Linked DNA regions of Sus scrofa: all the other regions are linked to region 1. A link is a contact called in public promoter capture Hi-C data. All regions are on one chromosome and are shown on one strand. Each heading gives the region's core, a stretch centred on a gene start, on an enhancer-like site or on the middle of the called end of the contact. The rest is flanking DNA. Distances are from core to core; before and after follow the strand shown. Region 1 holds the start of HOXA13 (homeobox A13). Region 2 holds the start of HIBADH (3-hydroxyisobutyrate dehydrogenase, mitochondrial). Region 3 holds the start of TAX1BP1 (tax1-binding protein 1).

Region 1 (3,776 bases), core at 1,099-3,598:
AGCAGTCACTTAACATGCAAAGGCGATGGCAATGGTGACCCAAGGACAAACAGATGTTTACAACGGCCTCTTGCATTTGTAACCAACGTTCGATTATTATCACATAACCTAGTGTCCTAAAATATAACGGCCACATAAATACTTACAAGATTTCAGTAAATGCGTAACTTATCTGAAATTGCGTATTTGGGGGTTGACGTTTGACTCTAGAGTTTGTCACTTAACGGTCTGGTGGGGCTGGCGGGAGAATGGGCAGTCTTTACCATTTCTTAGAGAAAAGTTTTTTTAAAAAAAATTGTAGATTCCACTGGAGAAAGAGATTCCCCCTCAGGAAAGCGAAATGCCAGTGTCTCTTTCTCTTTCTCATTCTTCAGTTATTATCAGCATTATAATCATTATCTGGGCAAAGCAACAAGTTCTGAAGAATTTCTTCAAGCTGCCCTCTAACTCCACTTTTCATCCACTAACTAGTGGTCTTCAGTTTGTTGATAACTTTTTTCTCTTTGACCCTTCTGTTCTGGAACCAGATTGTAACCTGCCGCTCGGAGAGATTCGTCGTGGCTGATATCCGCCTCCGTTTGTCCTTGGTAATGAATTTGTTTGTAGCGTATTCCCGTTCGAGTTCTTTTAATTGCACCTTGGTGTAAGGGACGCGCTTCTTTCTCCCCCGTCTGTAGGAGCTGGCATCTGAGGGATGAGAGACCACGTCTGTAAGATAGGGAGAAGGCAAGTTAGGGAGAGATCAGATCCAGACCAGGGCACAGGCGACAGACAGCTCTATTTGAGCCACCTCCTTGCAGTGCCCGGCTGCCCTTTGCCACTCGCTGTACTATCCACCCTTTCTGCCAAAACCTGGAGGGTGGGTGGGGAGGGTGGCTAGTTCCACACTGAAATGAAATCGCTCAGGGCTCCAATGACCTCCCCAGATCAGGTCACTCTGCCCGCACAGCGGGATTCGCTAGATCGCCCAGCCCAGGGGCCCAAACATTAACACCAGGCTCAGGGGACAATACTTCCATGCCTGGGTCCTCTCTGTAGCCCCAAAGCCCCAACACTTGATGCTTCCATACTTAAGGCCTTTTTGAGAAAACGAATATGGGCAATTTGGTAAACCATTTCCAGGTCAGTTTCCCAACCTTAAGTCGATGTCAAGCGCTGGGGAGGGCGGGGCGCAGAGGAAGAAGGAAGCCAGCCAGGGTCCCCACAAGCTTCTTCCCAGCCATCCCTCACCCGGGAAGAGCCAGGAGCCCGCCCAACTCAAGGGCAGTGCGGGCAGCGCCAGTCAGCCGGGGTGGGCGCCCGGGGGTGCAGCACCACTAGGGCAGGCCAGGGAGAGCGCGGAGGGACCCGAGGGGGACCCAGGAACGAGCAGAGGAGAAGCTGGAGCAGAACCAGAGGACCGGGCTGAGAAGGGGGTGCCATTTACCGGGCAGAGTGGACTTCCAGAGGTGGGGAGGCTGCGCCTGCTCTTTGGGGCAGTACATTTGGCCGTTCCAGCCGTTGGGCAGCGCCCAGGGCTGGTAGCTTTCCATGGGAAGACCCAGGGGCTCGTGGCGCGACTCGCCAGGGCCCCCGAGGCCCGGCACCACCGGCATATCCAGGTAGCCAGGCACGGGTTGATGGTGGTGGTAAGGCCCGGGTGCGTAGCCCTGGTGGTAGAAGGCGAACTCCTTTGCGCGGGAGCTGAACTCCTCGGCCGCGGGGCCGGCGGTGTCCATGTACTTGTCCGCGAAGGCGGCGGCGGCGGCGGCCGAGGCGGGCTGCGCGCACGACTTGATGGCGTTGGGGTGCGGGCCCATGCGGGCGCAAGGGTAGTAGCCGCTGCCGAAATAGCCGTAGGGCAGCGCTGCGGGCCCCGACGAGCTCTGCGCCGCCGCGGAGCAGGGACTGCACTGCTTGGCGGCCTCGGCGCCCGCTGGGCCCGCCGGGCCCGGCCCTCCCGAGGACGACGCCGCCGCCGCCGCCGCTGCAGCGGCGGCGGCGGCGGCAGCGGCGGCGGCGGCCGACGGGGGCGCCTCCCCCGGCGCGCTGCTGTAGGCGGCCGCGGCGCCGGGTGCCAGGGGCGCCGGGTGAGCCATCAGGTTGCGGCACTGGTTGGCCGCGGCCGCCGCGGCTGCCGCGGCCGCCGCCGCCACGGAGAAGTTGCCCCCCGCGGCCGCCGCCGCCGGGTGGGGGAAGCCCCCGCCCCCGGCCCCGGCCGCCGCCGCCGCGGCCGCCGCGGCCGCCGCCGCCGCCGCCCCTTCCATGTTCTTGTTGAGCTCGTCGGCCACCAGGCCGCCGCCGTTGTCGTAGAGAAACATGACGGTGGGCTCGATCCAGCGGGGGTGGAGGAGCACGGAGGCTGTCATAGCACGAGCCGCATGGAGAAGACCCCAGTGGCGCTGTTTTAAAAAGCCCCCAAGAAGTGAAGAGCGCGCGGAGCGGGGCCGGGGCCCGAGCGAGGGGGGCGGATCGCGCCCCGCAGGGTCGCGCCAGGCGGCCGCCCATTGGCCCGGCCCCCCCACCCCGCTCCGCCCACGGCGTATGCAAAGCGGGCGGCTCCAACCCCGGCTCGGCTCTGCGCACCCGCCGTCCCCGCCGCCGCCGCCGCCCGCGCCTTCCCCAGCGCCAGCGCCCGCCGCGCGGCAGCGCACCATTCACCCAGGGGAGAGGCGGGGGATGCGGGCGGGTGGGGGCGGAGGACCGTGAGGGCGGGGCGGGGAGGGAAGGGCGACTTCCCCGCGGCTCCCCTTCTCTTCCCGGTCCCTGCGGGGCCCAGAGCAGCGTAAGGCGGGAGGGGACGGGCGAGCTGTGGGGCTTGCGACCTGAGGCGATGGCAACGACAGGTTAGGTAAAGCTGCAGACGCATGGGAATGGTAAAGATGGTAAAGACGCGACGCGGAGACCAGGCTGGGTGCTTCCTGGGGCCTCGGGCGCTGTTTTCTTTCCAGGTATCCGCGCCTCTTTCTGCAGCGAGACGCCAGCACGGGCACTTGCGCTTTCGGCTTCTACGGCGTCGCGAAGTGGCTCTCTTTCCAGGGGAACTGTGTGTGTGTTGGGGGGGGGGGGTTGCGGATGCGTCTGGCTCCCGGGTTCCAGGACGTTCCACTGGACAGCTTGGACTGCATGTAGGAGCTTCCTCCCCTTCTTTGTCCACCGTGTGGGTGGGCAGTGTCCTGCACTCGCCCTTAGGCCGGGAGGCTCAGAACGACCCATCACACCCACACAGACTCACGCACACAGCCAAGTGTACTCCCTGGTCACGCACTCACACTTTTGTATACAGACTGTTCCTCACTGGGTCCCAGTGACAACTCTTCCTCCTTCGGAGACTTTGAGAGGGAGAGAGCGATCGCTGCGCTTCGTTTTCCAGTGCTCCCACATCTCCAGCCAGGCTGGCCTGTCTTGGAAGAGAAACAGGCCCCATCTGGGTTCTGAGATGGGACTCGATCCCCCCTTGGGGGGCTTAATGAGGCTTCACCGAGCCTGGGCAGGAGCTGACTCTCCAGGCCCCTGGACACTCTCTATTTCACTGTTTTGGGACAGGAGAAAGGGACTCCTTGGGGCCATGCGTTCCTCCCTCCCCCAGAGAGCACTGGGGAGAGCACGGTCTCCAGCCTGCAGAGGGTGCCCGGTCCTCCTCTGCCCAAGAACTAGCCCAAGAAGCTTTTTCTCTGTGCCTGGGAAATGCGACCCTTTCCTGAGAGCGCGGTGGAGTGTTGGTGCTGGGAGAGCCACCATGTTTTGGTGAGGGGCTCTGGGGGTCCTTGTCACTTGGGCGTCACATACTTCCATCT
Region 2 (3,628 bases), core at 574-3,073, 390 kb after region 1:
CTGAAGCGTTTTAGACAATCATCACACAGACACACAAAAAAACTATTCAAAATTTGTCATAAACCTATTAAAATGTCAACATCTTCAGGTCAAAGAACAAAATCATATGCCAAAGTAGTCTACCAGCATTTCCAGGTAGGCCTTTCCAATCTACAGAAGCAATTATTACAGTCACAAGCCTCAGACTTCCATATGAATTATAAGAACTTCTATAACATGAAAAGGTTCTTCGAGGGTCATTAAAACATTGTTAGAACATCGTGAAAAACCACTAAACAGCACACATATCTTCCTTGACTAAACACAACTGAAAGAATTGTTCAGTCATGTGAAAACTGGTAACTCCAATTTGGAAGGACTTTTTTGTACTTCAATACTTGTAGCTCAAACAGTGGTTACAGTCAAGTTGGGCAAATTCTTTGAGTTTGTATCTTATTCCTATGATTCTGTATCAGACATCTGTTCTTTCTCATCACATGGAGTTTTCCCTTTTCAAGGCAAAAAAGGAAATTCACTCTTCTGCTTAGGTTTTTAGCAAGGAGGAGGAAGAGAAGCTGTTAGGAACGCAACTCCCAGTCTGCTACATTTTTAAAGCAAATATCGGAAAAAATTAATACCAGATCTTTCCCCAAAATCCCAAATATGAGCACGCTAAACAGTGCATTGTTAAAACAATAAAACTTGTACAGGCAGACAAGAGCGGTATCCCCACAAATCAACCGATTTTTCAATTAAAGAGGAATCCAGCTGTGGTATAAAGTGCAGGAATCGGTCCTGCTGTACTATCCTAATTCGCTTATCCAAGGGGCTTCGGGTTCTCTCATCTGAGAAATGCAAGATTATTAGATCTCTGTAGATCTAAAAACTGCTTCTTCCTAAACTGATGGTTAGCCTCCGTAACTTCTAGGGGTATGGGGGGTGGGGGAGAGAAGGGAAACAGGATAGGTTCAGGTCACAATTTTGAGGACGTTGAAAATACTCCGGTTAATTATTTGACAGAAGTGCCATCTTCAGGTAGCAGTTACACAAGGGAAGTAGGGGAAAGCTCGCCTTGCCAGCCAACGGTGACTTAAAACTGTGCTGCAAAGACTGATCACCCGGGTTTTATAGAGTCCACAGGAGTAAAAACACCTGTAATGATTAAGGCATTTAAACAAAAATCAAGTCCTGTGGCCGGAGGGCGCGCCCACCTAGGGTGGAGAGTGCCCCGGGGGCGCTCAAAAGCCAACCTGCGCCGCAAGGCCAGGGGTCACTCGGGTGATTGCAGGGTCTCCCCTGGGGCTGGGCCTTCGGATTGTCCTCAAAGTCTTAAATCCAAAGAAGCATGAGTCGGACCCAAATACTCTTTACCCCAAGCTCTCTCCATCCCTTCCTAAGTCCCGAAAGTACGCTGAGCCCCATACAAGTGGATCCGGGGTGGGGAGGGCAGGGGAGAAGCAGTAGCGCTGCGAGCCTCAAACGCAGAAGAGGCCAGGCCTTAGCACCAGCAAAAATGTTGAGTTTTAAGCCCCAACCCAACCGCAGCGCCTCTGGTGAAAAGACCTCTTTGGCCGTCCGGGCGCGGGAAGCCGGCGGCCGGAGGAGGGTCGGGGGAAGGTGACACGAGGTCCTTACCCGCTACAAGGCTGGCCGCTGCCGGCCGCTGCCGGCGGCTCCAGTACAGGAGGCCAGAGGCGGCTCCACGGAGCCGTAAGGAGGCTGCCATGCTGCCCCCGCCCCGCCTCCCCACGGTGACCTCCTCGGCTCCCGGCTCACCCACTGACTGCTAGGGTGCGTGGTGCGGCGGGCGGGCTCAGCTGCGGCGTGTGGCCGCACGCGCACGCGCTCTGCCGCTTGGGGCGGGCCCCTACCCACAAGGGGAGGAGCGCGACCTCGAGAGGCGCGGCCCGCGCAGTACCTAGGCCGTCAATCCGGGAAAGTGGACCAATCGGAACTCCCAGGTTCTCCGCCCTTTGAGAAACACCAATAGGAGACTTTCTGGGACGCTCAGCGCCTGAGCCCTGGCCCCGCCCCCATACTCTTCCCTCATTTGCAGACCGCCGGCTGAGGTCTGCTTGTTTACTAAAGTGCAGAGGGTGTGTGGGAGGCGGTGGCTGTCACTCACTGCCGCCCCCTCCTCACAGCACCTGACCTCCCAGAACCGCCCCCTCGGAGTGTTGTAACTGCCCGAGTTGCTTCCTTGCGGACAAGGACCTAACTTTGACTCGGCCCTTCGCTGCAAAATTTAAGCAAAAGCAGAAATTCCCAGTCTTCCCAAGTGCAGGGATCCATTTTTAACCTCAAAAATCCGTGGGTCTCCTAATGTTAGCATTTGTGTTTTTAGTGTCTGTTCATTGAGAAACAGCCACAGAAACCTAACTGTTTCAAACTTGTTTGATATTATTTAGCCCAGCAGTTTATTCCTAAATTTGAAAAATGGTAGGGAAACAACATTCTTCGCTTTGAAGGACAGAATTACTAGCAACTTGCACTCTCTATTCCAATATATATTTCTGTACTGTTTGAAAATTATGCATCCATTTCATAAGCAAAAACTAAGGGTAAATGAAAATGCAAAAAGTAGTGTGGTTGTAGGTGTGTCAGAGAGAAGGATTTGTGCATTCTTCTGTCGGTGCTTGGTGTGCATGTTTGTTTTTTTCTTTTCATTTATTTATGGCTGTTTGTGGCATGCAGAATTTCCCAGGCCAGGGATCAAACCAACCATGGCCACAGCAGTGACAACACCAGGTTCTTAACCCCTAGGCCTCCAGTTAGCTCGTGCTGTACGTATTTGAATCTCTGAAACGGATAATCGCAGGGCTTCCAATCCTCACTGACCCCATGAAAGGGTTAGGAGCCATGGGCACACCAGAAAAAGATTTGCCATTTTTATAAAAAGGAGGAAAGAGAATGAGGAGTGGATAGGGCAATAGGAACCACTCCTTGAAATTTATTTTATTTATCCATTTGCCTAGGCTGTTCTTACCCAACCTTTTAATCTAAGTAGCAAAATGAACAGTCATATGACTTTGTCCTTTTTTTTTTTTTTTTTTTTTAACCTCTGCTCAGTCACTGATGTTGAAATTACCTAAAGAAATTGGATAATTTCCAAGCAGGTTCTCTAAGGGTTCACGGCATGCTAGCAATGTTTCCAGAAACTGGTACAGCGGGCAAGGTAGAGAAACAATTCTCTTCTTTGGTTTTCTCTCCACCCCAACTGCCTACTTCACATCAAGATTATTTCAACTATTGGGACAGTCTCCTAGATTTGGGTCTCTGCCCAAATCTATTTATTGGTTCCTGGAGCATTTCCTACCTGATCCTCTCTTCCTGGTTTATTTAGGGTTTAGCTAGAATAGACCTCCTGCAACCAATAAATGTAGCCCTACAGGTTTCTATAATTAACTGTTGAAATGCCTCTAACTATGTCAACCTACATAGCAGAGCTATTTACAAAACAGGCCCACCTATCAATCGCTCTCCCAGCTCCTAAAGTTTATATCCCAACCCTCTTGAGGGTTTATATCCAATCAGATGGTTTTTGTCATTTTTATTGTGAGCTACTGTTTTTGTTTCTCTGGGTTGTTTAAAGGACTCTCTTCTCGAAAATGAGTATTTCTTTACAAAAGTCTGCCTCTAGGAATAGCGT
Region 3 (4,010 bases), core at 841-3,340, 460 kb after region 1:
AGTTGGATTCGTTAACCACTGCGCCACAACGGGAACTCCTTTTTTGCTATTTCTTTGGCTGCCCCCGTGGCATATGGAGGTTCCCAGGCTAGGGGTTGAATCGGAGCTGCAGCCACTCCCTACGCCAGAGCCACAGCAACGCAGGGTCCGCACCGCGTCTGCAACCTACACCACAGCTCACGGCAACGCTGGATCGTTAACCCACTGAGCAAGGGCAGGGACCGAACCCGCAACCTCATGGTTCCTAGTCGGATTCGTTAACCACTGCGCCACGAAGGGAACTCCTGTAGACTTTTTGATGATGGCCATTCTGGCTGGTGTAAAGTGGCACCTCATAGTGGTTTTGATTTGCGTTTCTCTAATGATGAGTGATATTGAATATCTTTTCATGTGTTTTTTGGCCATCCATATGTCTTCTCTGGAGAACTATCTGTTTAGATCTTCTGCCCATTTTTTAATGTGATTGTTTTTTTGGTATGGAGCTGCAGAAGGTGTTTATAAATTTTGGAGATTAATCCCTTGTCAGCTGATTCACTTGCAAAGATTTTCTCCCATTCTGTGGGTTGTCTTTTTATTTTGTTTAGGGTTTCCTTTGCTGTGCAGAAACTTTTAAGTTTAATTAGGTCCCATTTGTTTATTTTTGTTTTTACTGTCATTGCTCTAAGAGGTGGATCTGAGAAGATGTTGCTGTCGTTTATTTCGAGAGTGTTTGGCCTATGTTTTCCTCTAAGAGTTTTATAGCGTCTGGTCTTATATCTAGGTCTTTAATCCATTTGGAGTTTCTTTTTGTGTATGATGTTAGGGAGTGCTCTAATTTCATTCTTTTCCACGTGGCTGTCCAGTTTTCCCAGCACCACTTATTGAACAGGCTGTCTTTTCTCCATTGTATATTCTTGCCTCCATTGTCATAGATTAGTTGGCTGTAGTTGCTGGGAAGAGTAGCACTTCTGAAAAATTCTGCTTATAAGGGTTCACTGCCGTATTTACATTGCTTAAGAGACACAGACAACCACTGGAAGGTTGCTACCAGTAAAGCCAGGTGATTACTGATATTATCACACTATCTGTAATCTAAGGAAATTGGTACTAAATGTTCTATAAAGGTTCTTCTGAAATCTATCAAGTATGATAAACAGAACAATACCAAATTCAAATATTTCAATATATAGGAAACAAATCAGTTAGCAGATATTGAGAACCCTTATTATCAAAGGCATTGTAATATTAAATATGTTGGAAGTAAAGTATATTGAAGAAGATTTTTGTACGTTTTGAATTTAGAAGATGCTTCAACATTTGACCTGATCTAATTTATTATCCTTTCTTCACCTGTGATGTTGCAAATTTTATCAGGGTTTGACGGCAACACAAGTACATGATTGTAAGAGACCACACTTGCCCCCGCGGAGTTATGATTTAAACTGAACCCCTACTCTAGGAAGTCATAACAAATGACTTTAGAAATTATAACTGAATAAAGGATACAGGACTAAATAAATTCATGCACGCAAAATAACGGATAACAAAAGCAGTTAACTCGAAGAAATGCGGGTAGAACGAGCAAGAGGAAATAGAATCATAAAGCACTGGAATTGCAAACTCCTAAGGGAAACCGAGGTTTCACAAGGAATAAAATCTCATTGTTAAGCAAGCACTGGGCTGGGCCAGGAGTTTGAAGAGAGTGATGGATTGCAGCCCCAGCCACGCGGTTGCTCTTTCGCTTCTTTGGTTCTTCACTTTCTGATCCACAAAAGAGATTCGCTTGGACAGATTTTTAAAGATCCAGACAATGACCTGGTGCCAGTTTAAACACTATCCTTTCCACTTAACTGGTAAATTCCTTGAATTTCCGGTCAAAGTAATAATTAAAAAGCCCAAAGGACCCTGTTTGTTTACGGCCAGGTCTCTGAGCAAAACCGGCAGGGCGGAAGAGGAGTAACAGCCGAACCGACGGTGAAAGCCGGTAAGGAATTGCCCGTGGCCCGGCCACAGGCAACTAACTGCCAAGGTGATTTAACGTCCAGAACAACCTGGTTGGTGTTCCAGCTGACCTCGCGTGGCTGCGGCGGCGGCGGCGGAAGGGGCGTGTCCCTGGGCGGAAGTGACGTGCTCCGGCTTTAGGCCCGGGGAGGAGGTGTAGCCGGTCGGTAGAAGGAGGCTTTGGTGGCGGAAGAGGATCGGGGCTGATGGCGGCTCAGGCTCAGAAGTCTTTTTAACACCCTTATCTGCCCAGGAGCTGCCCACTCGGTAAGCTCTTTCCCCTGCCTGCCCCACCGCCTGGCGCGGGGCGGACCCCCGCTGGAGCTCTTTGGGGGTTCGAGAGACTCCCCCCCTCAGTAGAGACTAGGGGCCTGGCTGATCTCGGGAATGGTCGCCCTGGTGACGAAGCTGCCTAGTGACAGTGCCTTCCTTCCCGGGCTGCGATTGTGACGGGGGTGTGGGCCACTTCGGTTAGCAGTGGAGTTGGAAAAAGCGACCGGTGGCCGCCTCACAAGGCGGGGAGGCCCTGGGCTAGGCCTTCGCAATTTGGGGGACCTGTGTGGGGCGTGGACCCTTTGGCTGGGGGCGAGTGACGCGGTGGGCCCCCCGGAGAGGACCCTGCCTCGCCCGAGGCTCAGCTGCGGGGTGAGTGTTTTGAGGGCAGCGTGTGTGCTGTCGACGTAGATAAACTTGGGAAAACATCTAGGTCGCCTCGGGTGGGACGCTCGGGCTTGCCCGTGAAGGGTGAAACCCAAGTGTTTTGGTTTGAGTCGCCGGCAGATTAGGAGGCGGGGACTCGGTGCGCCGCCTACGTCTCGGGGCCGCGGGCTGGGTTAGCTGTTTTGGTTGGATCACCGACTTCACCTGGGCCGCTGAATTAGCAAACACTTTTCTTTTGTTTATAAGTGGCTCTACGCCGAGTTCTCGAAGGGATGTTTTAAAATCTTGGGAGGAGAGCCACGTTTGTCTTTGCTTAGGCAACTTTTCCTGATTTCACAACTCTCCCTCCCTCCGGCACCCCGGAGCTCCGCAGGTTGTGTACAAGTCCCGGCAGGCGTTCGTCGTTTCGGGGAATCTTTATTAAGAGATTAGTATGTGCGTGCATGTTCTGATAAACATTTATTACCTGATTGATAATTTGGGAACGCTGTGACGTTTGACTTTCTACGTACGCTAGGTTTTTAAGTTTCGGAAAGTAGTTAGGAATTGCTGTTAAAAGTCAGGCTTGGGAAAATCGTAACTTTTCAACTCTGCATTCCGCTAATTGTGGAATATTTACAAGATGCAGGAACAATTGCTAATTGTAATTTTGGAGCTCAACTCCAAAAGCATTTAGAGAGATCATTTGAGTAACATGTTAATCCAAGAAGTGAGCTAATTAACCTTAAAGTGCTATTTCCCGCATAGAAGAGGGCTGAGGCCAGTCTTTCTTTTCGTGCTTATCAAGGATCCACTTAGGAGTTACCGTCATGGTTTAGTGGTTGGCGAATCCAAGTAGGAACCGTGAGGGTGCGGGTTCGATCCCTGGCCTCTCTCAGTGGGTTAAGGATCAGCGTTGCTGTGAGCTGTGGTGTAGGTTGCAGACGCGGCTCGGATCTGACCTTGCTGTGACTGTGGTGTAGGCCAGCAGCTACAGCTCGGATTGGACTGCTAGTCTGGCAATCTCCATATGTCGCTGGTGCGGCCCTAAAAAGACCAAAATAAATAAATAAATAAATAAATAAAAGGATACATTAGAAATAACTTACTAGCTTTGGGGTTTTTTTTTTTGTAACGTCAAAGAATATCCTATTTTTATTTTTTAGTCATCACATTTTTAAATTGCACACTCCTGTTGACAATAATGGCTGCAGCCGTTTGTGTAGAATTAAACTGTAAATGCCTTTTCCTTAACAAAATAACAGATATTTTGGAATTCTAAGTTTCACCCTTTTTTTTTTTTTAATTTTTTTTTTTTTCCCCACTGTACAGCAAAGGGGTCAGGTTATCCTTACATGTATACATTGCAATTACAGTTTTTCCCCCACTCT

Evidence for each region. Promoter capture Hi-C pulls out the DNA fragments that hold promoters and counts their contacts.
Region 2: a promoter capture Hi-C map of fetal skeletal muscle shows a contact between it and region 1, with 5 times the contacts expected there. The contact joins the promoter of HIBADH here to the promoter of HOXA13 in region 1. A contact is called at or near these places in 3 of 5 promoter capture datasets (fetal liver, fetal skeletal muscle and liver) and 1 of 47 Hi-C or Micro-C datasets (embryonic fibroblasts).
Region 3: a contact with region 1 is called in a promoter capture Hi-C map of fetal liver, with 4 times the contacts expected there. The contact joins the promoter of TAX1BP1 here to the promoter of HOXA13 in region 1. A contact is called at or near these places in 2 of 5 promoter capture datasets (fetal liver and fetal skeletal muscle), 2 of 47 Hi-C or Micro-C datasets (embryonic fibroblasts and heart right ventricle) and 1 of 2 datasets of contacts at active chromatin or transcription factors (skeletal muscle).

Annotation. Positions count from the first base shown.
Region 1 is chr18:45,372,012-45,375,787 of Sscrofa11.1, reverse strand. It overlaps HOXA13 (homeobox A13), which reads right to left and starts at 2,348. Exons shown (of 3, transcript NM_001195342.1): 1 at 2,268-2,348; 2 at 1,427-1,745; 3 at 465-708. The coding sequence starts at 2,348. The coding sequence ends at 465.
Region 2 is chr18:44,983,605-44,987,232 of Sscrofa11.1, reverse strand. It overlaps HIBADH (3-hydroxyisobutyrate dehydrogenase, mitochondrial), which reads right to left and starts at 1,823. Exons shown (of 8, transcript XM_021079217.1): 1 at 1,615-1,823. The coding sequence starts at 1,705.
Region 3 is chr18:44,908,345-44,912,354 of Sscrofa11.1, reverse strand. It overlaps TAX1BP1 (tax1-binding protein 1), which reads left to right and starts at 2,090. Exons shown (of 16, transcript XM_021079294.1): 1 at 2,090-2,247.